2 separate regions of the Mus musculus genome follow, and region 1 is linked to region 2. Evidence: chromatin contacts called from public promoter capture Hi-C data. All regions are on one chromosome and are shown on one strand. The core of a region is the stretch at or near the end of the contact, and the rest is flanking DNA. Distances in the headings are between cores, read along the strand shown. Region 1 holds the start of Gm52147 (a long non-coding RNA gene). Region 2 holds the start of Itih1 (inter-alpha trypsin inhibitor, heavy chain 1).

Region 1 (6,652 bases), core at 1,192-3,691, 350 kb before region 2:
GTCCCCTTCTGTGTTTTCAGATCTTGCGTGCGCTGTCTTCCCTCCTAAGGGGATAAAAGGGCTCTGGCCAGGCGGTTAGGATTCAGAAGAGCAAACAAGGTGGCCCAGCCTCTGGTCTCCCACAAGCAGTCGTCATCCAAGGTCATTTGCTACGCAGACACAGTCGGGGGTCAGGAGGGGTACAGAAGCCCTGTCCAGCTTTGATGGTTCCAAAGTGGAAGCAGGTGCCAGAGAGAGCTGAAAGTTAAGTCCTGGTAAAGTCAGGCCAAGGGCAGCCATGGGAAGTCCTGGATCCCTCCCCACACTGGCAAATCTGAATGCAGCCTCATTTCCTCTATTAGAACCTCTCTATTAGAAAATGTGGACCTCCGACTCGCATCAGTCCTACATACATTAATGGGGACCTGTTGGGAACTATGGGCACCATGTTAGGATGAACACTATCCTCTGAGACAAAACAGATAATTGTTTATGTAAGGAGAGATATTATTGCTTATGTTTCTCTGGGTCCCCAGCAGTCAGAGACTGTTTAAAGTGTTCAGCACTGTCCCTGGCATGAAGACTGATGGTAGGCAGTCTCTGCAGTGCCTGCAAGATGGCATCCACCAGGGGGCGATGTAGCCCAGCCAGGCAGTGGGCGATGTTGCCCTGCCAAGTGGCCATCTCACAGACCCCTCGGTTTTTCTGTCTGTTGTCTTAGACACGTAGCAGTGCTCCACGGGCTCAGAAGCCAATACTCCTCCACACAATGGGCTGGTCTGGCAGCGCTGACTTGATTTCCAAGGTGTGGCTTTCTGGGCAGCTTTTCCTAGCTTCACTGGGCAATATGCAGATTCCTACCTCGCCTAGCTTGCTCTCGGTCCTGATGCACATACATATCAGGAGAGCTTTCAAAATATGATGCCTGGGCCTCCTCCAAGATGACAGTGTTATTAGACGTGGCTAACCCGGGAACTGGGTTCCAGGACTCAGCCAGAACCGCGACCCCTGCTAAGAACTTGGTATGAAAGATATGTACCTTTTATCAGTATGCACTGCTGAATTCCAGGCAGCCTAACACACATCTAAAGTCTAGCTGGTCCTTCTATCCATCCATCTGTCTACATATCCATCCACTCGCTCAGGCATTTCTTTTCTGTAGCTCTGCCCTGTACCCCCAGCTGCCAGTGCCCTCAGAAGCGAGCACATTTGGGCTTTGAGAAGTTGCTCAATGGTTAAGAGTATGGACTGCTCTTTCTGAGGACCTGAATTTGGCTACCATCATCCAAAGTGGCTCTTATTAGGGGATGGTTTTGTGTACTGTATTTCAGATGCTGACTTCTGTGCCCAGGGACCTGGTTGTAGTTCAGACGTTGGCACTGTCACGATTATTGGAGCATCTCCTGTCTCAATGATGTGTAAAGACTGTTTTCTAACAAAGTGTCCATCAGCTGGACAGTAGCTGGACAGGAGAAGAGAATAGGACAGGATTTCCAATCCCAGTGAGCAAGTCCCAAGCAGGAAGAGAGAGAGAGACAGACAGAGAGATGGAGAGAGACAGAGAGGGAGAAAGAGGAGGACCAGGAGGATTCACTATGAGGTCCCCATGAGAGAGCAGCCATGAGGACACACATGGACCAGAGCGAGCCAGGAGGGCAAGACTCAGATGGCAAGTAATTGGCCTGTTTGGGAAGTAATCTGGGCCAGCACAGCTGGGCTAGGATAGCTCAGAACCTGCCCAGCTTAGTGCTTGCAGATTATTAATAAATATAAGGTCTCTGTGACATTTACATGGGAACAAGGAGTCACATAGAAGAAAACTCCCAGAAATACATTTACAGCTAACAATTCCCTGTGATTCCAGGGATCTGATTCTTCTGGTCTGAGGGCCACCTGTTCTTACATGTGCATGTGCACGTGCGCGCGCACACACACACACACACACACATTTAAGAATAAAAACACAGTGTAAAGCAGGCACGTGGAAGGAAGAAAGTGGAATCCCACCGAGCCACTGGTTCCCTTCTGCTCTCTTTGCAGAACTCTCGGCCCTGCACCTGTTGGGAGAATCCTTGAGCAGCTCCTCAAATGCCCAGGCTTTTGCTCACTTCCTGTCTCCTTCAGTTACCATGGGCAGAAGCAGGCATTCCGGCAAGTCTGGGCATGAGGGTCTTGAGTACCTGTCTGAAGGGGGAGCATTGAATGACTAGGTAGATACCTATTAGTTGTCTACCTGCAGTCATCCAGTGTGGGGTAGAAGGTGTCTTCTCCCCTGAGGGGCAGGGTCACAGTGGCTGCTGTGTATGCAATACATATAAACAGAATTGTGTCATCATAGCCAACGGCAATACCATGGTCAGCCCCATCCTTCAATGAGGAAGTGAAACTGAGGTCCTGGGAGACTGAGTCACTTGCTGAGGTCACTAGGACACACAGCATTTAAACCAGGGCATTCTGACTGCAGAGGCTGGGCTTCTGCTCCCAGGCTCCTGAGCATCTGCAGTGCCCCGTCCTGTACTGAGCGGGCTGCTTGCTCTGTCCTTTACGACGGCTGGGCTTCCTGCTGCTTGTATATCCACTTGGCAAGGGCTTTCTGCCTGCTTCCAGACCCTTAGATGCTAGGGAAAGTGGCTTTGAGCCTAGCATGAGAGGCATTTCCTGGCCAATGAGCCAGGCCTGGCACCTACTCAAGAGCTGGGAACAGGTCTACAGACAAGACATGTGGCCTTCCAGGCATCCAGGCAGAGGCAGTGTCCCTGAGAGCTGCTTCCCACAGCAAGTGAGGGCTTCCTGAGGCAGGCCCCACAGGCACCAGCCACTGTGAAGCCGTGTGTGAAGCCTTCCCAAACCAGCCATTCACAAGGCAGCACCGATTAGTGCTTCCCTCTACCAGCGAAGAGACAGGCTGACAAGGAACTCAGCCAGTGTGTGGCAGCATAGTGAAACTCAAACCTTTGGCTACTTTTCTAGATTCTGTGTTCTCAGCACTCCTCACTGCCTGAAGCTGAGAAACAACCTAACTCTCCCTCCCTTCCGCAGGGGGAGGAGACCCATCATCGAATGTAAAGCTGTGTGCCGGGCAGGCCCTGCTTAGAGTGGCAAGATGGTGGGAGCCCCCAAATGTGAGCACCAGCACAACTTCTGTGCTCTCACTATTGCCCTGGTTCATGGAAGTGCTGGAGATCTTTGCATGCTATAGCAGAAGCAGGACACGGGGGACCCTAGGCACCTCCCTTCCTTATTCCAGTGTCACCATGTCATATTGTGAGGACCAATGTCACTGCTTCCAGTGTCCAGGCTGGCCCATCACAGGTACAATGAGAGGCAGCGTGTCTTCCTGAGAGGACAGAACTATACTCCCATCCCCACAACCCTCTTCCTTGGGCAGTTTCAGTCCATCTTGCCTTCTCAAGCTGTGGAAATTTGTACCTCAGCCCAAAAGAATGAACTGCTGGCAGTCAGTAGCACGGCTACTGGACCAGCCAATCAGGAGCTAGGACTGCCTCATCCACCTCCAGGACAAAGAGCCAGCTGGGTCCCAGGGGCTGGACCAGAGGGGCCCAAGGGAGGGCCCTGTTTGAGAACGGTGCCCCAGGCTGCAGGCAGGAGCAGTCCAGTGGGGGAAGGGACAAACTAGAAGCTTACAGAATGGGAGGCATGGAAGCGGTGAAGAGAGCCCAGTCAGGGAGCTCCTGCACAACATGGCCACGCTGGCTCGCAGGCAGCTGCCAGGTACTGCTGTGTCTTAGAGCCAGACTCCTTGACTGTGCAGTCGGTTTGGTCAGCATACTGAAACATCCCATCCAGGCACTAAGCATTTTCTCTCCCACCCTGCCCCTCTCTTCTCCAGCCAGGCAGGGACTCCTGTGGGATCATTTTAGAACGTAGATGCCGACCCCTGTCCCAAGAATGAAGATAAACAGTAAAAAAGATGTGTAGTTTTGGGCAAGTGTGGTGACACTCAGGAGGCAGAGGCAGAAGGACCTCTGTGGGGCCAGCCTGAACTACAGAGCAAGCTGGAGATCAGCCAAGACTACACAGAGAGACCCTGTCTCAAAACATGAAGCACTTAAGCAAACTTGAGTATTGAGACACACTTCCAGCTTTGTGCCTCTGATCCTCCTTTCCGGTCTGGCCTTCTGCCTCTCCGAACTTCTGGGCTGGCCCTCTCTACCCAGTCACAGATTACAGCCCATCTCACCTCCTACCATAACCCCACAGAGACATCTGTGGTTCCTGCAGTGCCAGGGCCCTGGGGCAAAAGGAAACCCCTAAACACAAACACATTTGCATGAAGACCCAGGGGTCTGCCACTGCAGCCAACGGTGGCAGGAGCACCTGCTACCAACTTCCTGGGACATAAATGTCCCCACAGCCAGGTTGGTACCATTCAGTGTTTATTTAGACACACATAAAAGAACCTGTGGTTCAGACAGCTTGTGCTCTTCTTTTCTTTTGGTCATATATATATACATACGTACATACATACACATATATATGTATATGTGTGTATATATATATACACACATATACATATGTTTTTTTTTAAAAAGGTCAACACATCACCAGTCTCCTACATGCTTTCTATACTGAGCAATATATACAGCCTATTATATATATGTGCATATATATAATATATATTTCAATAACTACATTCAAGTAATGAAACACAGGATTTACAGTTTCCCTCTGATGGCAAAGGGAAGGCAAATTCACAAACAGTTCACAGAGGAAGTACTGTGAGCCCAGCCAGCAGGAGCCGGACTCTCCAAGGAGGAGGGGGTGGCAGCAGAAATCAGCCAGTCACCCACTGTTCTCCACGGGCAATGCGGTGCAAACCAGGGCAGACGGGCCTACTCTGCCAGGGCGTTTAAAGCAGGTCTGGGAGCTTAATTAAATGTCCAGGAATTGCTCAAACTTGGGATTCACAAAGGAGAAGCCATGGAAGGCTTCCTGGTCCATAGAGTCGATGAGGTTCTTGTCACTGAAGGAAAGCTGAGGTTTCTCATTCAGGAACTCTGGGTCAAAGTTGCTGTAGTCTGAAGGGGATTTCTGTGGGCAAAAGGCAGTGGCAGGTAAGAGTGACTTGACTGAAAGGGTGTCTCCAAGGTCTGCCTTCAAAGACATGGCAAGGCGCCCAGGCTTCTGGGGCCCTTGTTGGGGCAAGCCAGGGCAGTCAGCTCAGTTGGGAAAGAGGATGTCACTGGTAACCCAAGGACAGTGCCATCACAGGGGAATGCTATTCCCCAGAGGTGAGGAAGGCAGGCAGGGAGCACTGGGGAAGTAAGGACAGGGGATATCCTGGGACATCCTGCAGAGCAGGGCCAGTCAACAACGGCCTATGGGCCTCAGATCTCCTGCTCTGCTCTTAATGGAGGTCTATAAGTTAAGAATAGCTTTCACTATTTTTAGATAGTTGGTTTTAGTTTTGGTATTTTTGAAACAAAAGTCTCATTATGTAGCCCATGCTGTCTACAAAATCATGATCCTCCTGCCTCAGCCTCCCAAACACTAGAACCGCTACACACCACCACTTACAGCTCTAGCCTCTATGATTTTAAATGGTTGGGAGGAAAAAAAAAAAAAAAAAGACTATCCAATGGCATATGAAAATGAAGTCAAATGCAAACACCTGTGCCCACAAATCAAGTTTTATGACTACACAGCCACACCCATCTGCAGAACAAGGAAGGCGGCTGCACTGAGCACAGGGCTGCAAAACTGTAAGTGTTTATTCTTAGGATGTTTATAAGGAAAGTTCCTAATTCACTGCCTGCCCCCGAGGACTGGATAAGATAGTAACAGGTGAGCACCCTTCTCTCTTCTCACACCACAGTCCCAGAGACAACGGCGACTACTGCATCTGCAGCAAAACAGGCTCAGCCATATCAGCTCTCACTCTGGAGAGTCTTGACAGGTAAAAGATCAGAATCTGGTTTTTGTTCTTGTTTTTGCTCTTTCAAGACAGTCTCATGCAACTGAGGCTGGCCCTGAACCCCTGCTCTTCCTGCCTCTACCTCCCAAGGGCTGGGATTATAGCTATGTCCTACCTACCATGCCTGGTTTTGGTCTTTCATTTTGACCTTTACTTGGGGAGGACGCTGACCGGCTGGGGGAGTACTCTGCCATGAGCTATAGGTACACCAGAGCCCCTGGGCCCACTTCCTGTGAGGCCCCACTCTTAGGCCTGAAAGCCCACTGTCCTGCTCAGCCCCCAGAGGCAGAGGCTGCTCACATGTCCACTGAGTGGAGGAATAACTGGGGAGCAAGAGCCATATACTGCCCTTATAGCTGAGCCAGCCTGTCACCCTGGTCAGGGAGCCTTTGATTATGACTTCCACGGGGGGGAAGTGTTCTGCTATCTCAAGCACAAATGTGGGGCAGGCCAGACTGCCCAGTGAGAACAGTATGTCCTGGCAGAAGACAAGTGAGAGAAAAGGTAGCCAGAGAAGGAGCTATGACCACAAAAGGGACACTGTGCCCTAACTTCTTCTTCTTTTTTTTTTTTTTAAAGACAGGATCGTGCTGGGAAGTGGGTTTGAAGTCAGGAAGCTCCTGTATCCCTCTGAGCATTAGGACTACAGCACACTGATGTACACACCCAGCAGGTTCCAGCTTCCCGGTGCCGTGATCTACTTATCTCAGCCAGTCCCAGTGATACAGATCAGCTCAC
Region 2 (7,266 bases), core at 3,705-6,204:
GAATTGTTGGAAGTTTTATAATAACCACCAGTATTTAGAGTATAAGAACAAGATTAAAATAATAGCAGTATGATAGTGTAAAAGATATCAGTCATCTCAAACTGTGGGGTTAAAGGCGATGAGCCATCATGATAGCAATGCCCATGATCCCGTGATCCCACCATTCAAGTGGCTGAGACAAGAGGATCTCTAGTTCAAGGCCAGCCTGGGCTCCACAGTGATAGAGCAGATATGGTCTTTAAAAACAAAAAGTAAGACAACAATCTTATGCATGGAAAAAAACCAAACCCCCCCCCCAACAACAACCCTTGGTCATTTGATTGGCAAAAAGCAGAGAGGAGAGGGCAGGCCCAGGAAGATGATGACATCTAGTTTGAGTGATGTAGACACTCACGGAAGCTACCGGTGATTCACCACTCTCTCTGCTCTGGACTTTCTATGCTTTCTTTAAAGGATGTTAAAGGCTAATTAGCTTGTTATAATAAGATATGTTCATCTTTTAAAATAGAAGGCTTGACAATGACTGTTAGAAGAGGACCCATCCCCACCCAGTCAACAATAAACCTGCTAACATTTCAAGGTGTCTGTCTGGCTTTGTTGAAAGGGTATTCCGGATTTAGGGCGTGGTTTGGCAAGTGAAGCGCTTGCTGAAAAGCCCGATGACTGATTCTGAGCCTCAGAACCCTAACATATGGAAGACAAGTGACCCATGGAGCTGTCCTCATCCCTCCAAACACATACTGTGGCATGCTTGCACACACATAAAAACAATTATTAATAATAATTTTTCAAATAATGAAAATTAAAGGTTTCCTGATTGTCTTAGTTAGAGTTTCTATTCCTGAACAAACATCATGACCAAGAAGCAGTTGGGGAGGAAAGGGTTTATTCGGCTTACACTTCCATACTGCTGTTCATCACCAAGAAAGTCAGGACTGGAACTCAAACAGGGCAGGAAGCAGGAGCTGATGCAGAAGCCATGGAGGGATGTTCTTTACTGGCTTGCTTCCCCTGGCTTGCTCAGCCTGCTCTCTTATAGAACCAAGACTACCAGTCCAGAGATGGCACCACCAACAAGGAGACCTCCCCTCTTGATCACTAATTGAGAAAATGCCTTACAGCTGGATCTCGTGGAGGCATTTCTTCAACTGAAGCTCCTTTCTCTGTGATAACTCCAGCTGTGTCAAGTTGACATAAAACTAGCCAATACACTGATGAATTGTAAGAGACACTTTCTCAGTGACTTATGGAGCCCCCGTGCATAGGGCATGAGAGCTGAAAGATGGCTCTTGGCCTGGGTTCAGGGCTACTTGGGAAGTAGGGTGTTGCAAGAACAGAACTTCTGGGGATCCTGGGTGGTCAGTGACAAGTCACAGACCTTTCCAAAGTTGGGTGTCAAAAACAAAACAAAACAAAACAAAAAGCTAAGGGTTGTTTGATGTGCCCCAATGATCTTCCAAGGGCAGGATATAAGCAAAGAAGAAACTGATACAAGCTGTCAAGACACAGCCAGTGTGCTGAGACTAGTTCTTTCCTATCTCAGATGAGCAGGAGACTAGAACACTTCTGAGATTCCACCTGGATACATGCACCCATTATAGTTTGGATATAGACTATCTTCCTGAAAGACTCATATGTTGAAGGTCAGTGAGGCAAGTGGAGTTCTGAGGCCTGGATTTGGGGGAGTGACTGGATCCTGAGGTGCTGCCTCCATCAGTGGACTGATCCACGACAAATCCAGAACATGAATAGATAATTACCCAGCGTGGTTGATCACATCTGTAATCCCAGCACTCGGGAGGGCGAGCCAGGAGGATTGTGTGTTTAAGGACAGTCTAGGCTGAATAATAAGACCCTGCCTCGATAAATCACAACAAAATTTAACCAAGAAAATTGAAGCTAGGTTGGTCACTGGAAAAGTGCCTTTGAAAGTCTCTTCTTCTTCTTCTTCTTCTTCTTCTTCTTCTTCTTCTTCTTCTTCTTCTTCTTCTTCTCCTCCTCCTCCTCCTCCTCCTCCTCCTCCTCCTCCTCCTCCTCCTCCTTCTTCTTCTTCTTCTTCTTCTTCTTCTCCTTCTTCTTCCTCCTCCTCCTCCTCCTCCTCCTCTCTCTATCTCTCTCTTTCTCTCTCCCTCCTCCCCCTTCCTCCCCTCTCTCCCCCTTCCCCCTTCCCCTCCCCCTTCCCCTCTCCTTCTCCCTCCTTCTCCCCCCTCTCTTTCTGCTTCCTGGCTGCATAAGCTGAACAACCTCTATTCCTGCAAGCATTTCTTCTATAATGTTACCCCACCATGTTCCAGAAACAGCAGAGCAAGCTGACCATGGATTGAGACCTCAGAAACCAGGAGTCAAACTAAATCCCTCTTCCTTGAAACTGTTTCTCTCAGGGATTTGCCACAGTTGATGGAAAGTCTGACTAATAACTCATCGGGACAGCCTAATTACACTGCCTGGTCCTGTGCCCAGCCTGGATATTTTAGAAAGGCTGAGTTGAGCTGAGAAGTCTCTAAGGTCCCATCCCCATCCCATTGTTCTTCACATACCTTTTTCCCTGAGAAAGACTTCTTGATGGTTTGAGCAGCCAGTTCCTCACTGAGGAAGGAGGCCTGAGCGTCCAGCTTGCTGATCCCCTGGGGTTCAAAGATGTCCACATCGATCTGCATGGAAGCCAGTTCTGTGCTAAGGCCCATGTGGGCTAGCACCAAATTTCAGCCAAGAGCCCTGTGGATCTGCCTTTCTACTGTGTGCAGGATCCACCCAGCCCTTAGCAGGGCCTGGCTCATCATAGTCAGTCCAGAAATACTGACTGAAAGATGCCCATGCCTGAACCCTTCAACTTGGCCCCTCCTGCTGACTGACACATAAGTGTCAGTACTTTTTGTAATCTGGTGGCAGTCTTGGGAAATGCAGGGATGTATTTAGCAGGTACAGAAATTGGGGGATCATGGATGACAAGAAAGCTGGGAGATTCAAGGGGCTTCCTGCTGCGGAAGAGCCCACAGGAACCCGTCCTAAGGACTCACTCTCATTCCTTGTATTTTTTGGGCCTGGGCTAAGGGAGAGGGCTGAACCATTGCTGAAAGCCACAGTTGGTGTGGGATTGGGGGTGGGAGAAAGAACGTGAGGAATCCTGTCTGGGAACTTGCAAAGTACCTCAAAATGCTGTACCAGCTGCTTGGGTCTGACTTTGATGGTGATGTCATACTGCATCAGTCTCCTCTTTAGTACCTCCTCATAGGTGAGCCGGAACGTGGCCTTGCTCTGGGCTCCAACAGTGATATGGATGGTGAACTGCTCCATATTTCTGCCCGAGGCTCTGAACATGTCACCAGAGGCAGCAATAGGCAAAGGGTGACATGTACAGTTTCAACACCTAAAGCTTGTCCCTCAGAACCAGTTCCTCTTATTATCACACCACCCCCCCCAAGGCAAGAGCTCAAGGATGTACCCCACCCTAGCCCCAGATGCCAGCTTAGACAGGCTTACTCAAGCTTCCATCCTCCTGGAGGTGCTCCCTCCTCACAGTCCCCAGCTCCATCCTGGATGGTCAGAAGGGAGAGCCCTGGAAGCTTGGCCACTAAGGCCTGGAACTTACCTGACAAGGCCAGCGCTCTCCCCTAAAACGGCTGCCTTCCGGTACTGCTTCCATGCAGTCACTTTGTCCTTTATGTCCCCAATGAACGCCTTCCCATCTGATGTTCTGCATGAAAGGGAAAAGCCCCCAGTAGTGGTGGCCTGACTTCACTGCCTGGGTTGTCCTTTGTACTGAGTATTCTGAGCCTAGGACCCTGTCCACACAACTCCTTGAAAAGGGAGTCTCTGCTGTCTGCTGCCTCTACTGTCCACTGCTGAGAGGACCCATAGGAAGTCAGTAGATAACCATAGTCACAGAGGCCACATCACTCACTGGATTTGCTCCCCAAGTCAAAAGCTTTGAAAACAAGCAGTCAGAGGCTCTGATTTTCTGTGTAAGGTGGGAGGTGAGACCTCTAATGGACCTCTTTCCTCCTACCCCTCTAAGCTGGGGCTGGCCATGACCCAAGTGAGATCTCACTACTCTGAACTCAGGCTGAACAGGTGAGTGGACACAAGTGGAGTAGAGTGTAAGAGTTAGACAGGGCACGCACGCACATGGCAAAGTCACTGATGAAGGCTGTCTTGGGGATTTCCACATCAAAAGCCACTTCCCTGGCTTTATCAGCATTGTTGACCACTTGGCTGGTGATGACGTAGTGGGCAAAGCGAGAGGTGACTTTGCAATTGACTTTCAAGCTCTTGATGGACACACCATTGACTGACTGAAGATAATACTAATAATAATTAATAATAATAATAATAATAATAATAATAATAATGGACTCTACCCACTCTAGAGCAAAGTGCCCAGATTCCCAAAGAATACACCAGACCTCCCAAGAAGACCCTCTTTCTTTGCTGGAGACATGAGGTCACATTTCAAGTGATGGGAGCCCCCTGCCTGTTGCACTGACAGAGGCATACAGGGATGGGAAAAAGCAAACCTGTAGTAAGGGCCCCATCTTGGACCCCTTGGCCAAATAACTTACAGTGTCCACAGCGTGTCGCTTCTGCAAAACAAAACCACCACTAAGTGTGAGTGGGGACGCTCAGGGACCCTGATCCATTTATTAAGGGTGGGAATGGGGTCTGTGTGCTCTCCTCCTCCACCTCCCTCCTGCCGCTGGGAGGCTTCCTCTTCAAGAAGAAATGATCAGTGGGTGAGGGAGGCTCATGTCCCTGATGCAGGAGCTGCAGCCCCGGGGCCCAGTGCAGGGACAACTGCCTATCTATGCTAAGGGCTTACTCACATACCTCACTGCCCCTGGGTCTGCCTGTTGCCAAGCCCAAAGCAGGCCTGGCCTGCAGAGTGAGGAGCGGCAGCAAGCACAGCAGCACCCGGAGCCCTGTGGCACCCTCCATGATCTCCAGGCTCTCAATTCCCCGTCACTTCCCTCAGACTGTTAGTTAATACTGTGCTGGACAAACACAGTTTAAACATTAGACACAGCGGAGGCAAATAGCAGGGTTTAGGGAATCAATGAGCTGGGACGTAGCTCACTGGTAGATGGTTTGTCTACCGTTGTTGGTAGGTGCCATGCACTAAGCTCTGGATTTAATTCCTAGGGGAATATGTATATATATATCTCAACATGTTAAGTGAAGTTGAAGAAAAAGTTTGCAGATCCTGGGTGATGGCTCAGCAGGTAAAGAAATTTACCATAAAGCCTGACTACCTGAGTTTGGAACTAACTCCCTCAAGTTATCCTCTGACCTCCACCTATGGGTTGTGGCATGAATGTACTTACAAACACACACACACACACACAGAGACCGAGAGACAGAGAGAGAGAGAGACGGAGAGATGGAGAGACAGAGAGACAGAGAGACAGAGACAGAAAGACAGGCAGACACACATACAGAGAGAGATGGTTGGAGAGACAGACACACAGAGAGAGAAAGCAACAAAAAGTGTTCATGGCAGCTAGGCTTGGTGGCACACACCTACAATCCTAACACTAGGGAGGTGGGGTCAGGAGGATGAGTTCAAGACAAGCCTCAGCTACATTGGGAAACCAGTTGGGCTATATGAGATCTTGTCTTTAAACATGGGTGAGGAAGGGTGCTGAGCTGGATCAACAGCGGAGAGGTCTTGCTGCCTTTCCAGGGGACTCAAGTTTAATTGTCAGCCCCTGTGTTGGGAACCGCCACCCCCTTCTGGTTTCTGTGGGTACTGCATAGGCCCACATGTAGGAAAAATAACTTTTAAAACCATGGCAGTTACTACTTTCTTCTTGTAAACAGGCAGCTCAGGGCTGTGGAAAGTCCCTGCCAGACTCCAGATTGCCCTTGTGTATTTATCTGCACTCCGTCAAGAAGGCTTGTGGAGCCCTCAAATGCTTCCTTTCCTGTCTCAAGTACCAGGCAGCACCAGTCTCATATACAGTTAACTTTTGGCAAGAGGACAGAGGCGATACAATAGAATTTCTAAGCTTAATGAAGCTTTTCGTCCAGAATTCTTCAACAAACTTTCCAGTCATGCTTTGGCCACAGATGTGACTGGGTGTTATGACACCCAGTGACACATTTGGTTCTGATGATTCGGGAGGCTTGGGGGAAGCACAGCGGTGACCCATGCTCCGGGCGTATTGCATCATCTCGCTGACCTTCTTGCTGGATTTGGAAAGAAAAACAGAAGTCAGCTTTGTCCTGCTCCCACCAGGCCAGCATGCTGTCACCATGGAAGACACCAATGGCAGCACCTTCTTAGAATCAAGGCCTCTGGAAGCCTCGAGCAGTTGTTCTTTACTGTCTAAGGTCTAGTCATGTGTCTCTGGGACAGCCACACTTGAACTGAGGTCTCAGGCTCCAGCGCCCATCATGTAGAGAGGTAGGCATATGCCCTGAGACACAAAGCCGGGAAAACAGAGTGGAGACCCCAGAGGGGAGAGTCCTCAGAGGCCTGGCTTGCCCAACAAGTGGCTCAGCTTTTATGTGCAAACCCTGTCCCCGACAATCCACTGGACAGCTGCAGTCATTTGGTTAGGTCACTCTATGACCTGGGTTGGGATGTGACCCTGGTGAGATGAAGGGGACCTTGCAGAAGAGCTGTTTGCTTATCCTGGACTTTGTCTCCCAGAGGCAGCTTCTGGGAAAAGGGTTTTGGCCTTGGGGCAGGGTGACCTTCTGACCTGTTTTCTGCCTTTGTGGAAGATTAGACAGGTCAGCATGCTTCTGTACATTTGAGGGTCTGTTTTGTTCTTTAGCAGCACAAAAAGAGCCTGGTGGGCTGGGCACAATGGTAGGAGCTGGGGTGCAAGGATGATGGAACTTAGTTGCCCTGATATGATCGGGAAGGGAGACAAACCAGTGGAACAGTGAATCCTAGGGACTGTCTGGAGGCTGGGGATGCCTAAAGATCTGTAGACCCTGGGAACTCATCTCCGTGGGAATCAGAAGGTGTCTGGGGAAGTGTGACACTTGGGAAAGTGAACATTGGGAGAGAAGGAACTTTGGCAAGTGATCAGGATCAACTGGATGGAACCAGTGGGTTCTAGTTTCAGTTTGTTGCTGTTACAAACACTAGAGGATAGGAGGGCTTGTTTTCAGCTGGTAGGTTACAAGGCGTCATCGAGGAAAGCCAGGGAAGAAACTCCAAGCAGGAACGTGAAACAGAAACCATGGAAGAATGCTACCTGGTGGCTCACTCATGGACCCATGCTTAGCTAGCTGAAGATTACCTGCATAAGGTATGGT

The links. Promoter capture Hi-C pulls out the DNA fragments that hold promoters and counts their contacts.
Region 1: a contact with region 2 is called in a promoter capture Hi-C map of neural stem cells. The contact joins the enhancer-like site here to the promoter of Itih1 in region 2. A contact is called at or near these places in 7 of 39 promoter capture datasets (the 3T3-L1 cell line, embryonic stem cells, hippocampal neurons and 3 more), 1 of 15 datasets of contacts at CTCF or cohesin (pro-B cells), 10 of 484 Hi-C or Micro-C datasets (B cells, the Ba/F3 cell line, embryonic fibroblasts and 4 more) and 3 of 9 other capture datasets (adipose tissue, embryonic stem cells and pancreatic islet).

The regions. Positions count from the first base shown.
Region 1 is chr14:30,590,995-30,597,646 of GRCm38.p6, forward strand. Prkcd (protein kinase C, delta) reads right to left here. Exons shown (of 18, transcript NM_011103.3): 18 at 4,360-5,031. The coding sequence ends at 4,873. Gm52147 (a long non-coding RNA gene) reads left to right here and starts at 5,636. Exons shown (of 3, transcript XR_003951217.1): 1 at 5,636-5,702; 2 at 5,816-5,896; 3 at 6,494-6,563. Within about 2 kb of position 2,442, at least 205 of the 459 cell types and tissues checked have an H3K27ac peak or open chromatin away from gene starts, as enhancers often do. A contact at or near this core is called in B cells, the Ba/F3 cell line, adipose tissue and 5 more, where this site is marked.
Region 2 is chr14:30,938,335-30,945,600 of GRCm38.p6, forward strand. Itih1 (inter-alpha trypsin inhibitor, heavy chain 1) reads right to left here and starts at 4,955. Exons shown (of 22, transcript NM_008406.3): 1 at 4,825-4,955; 2 at 4,560-4,580; 3 at 4,126-4,292; 4 at 3,590-3,694; 5 at 3,148-3,310; 6 at 2,538-2,651. The coding sequence starts at 4,932.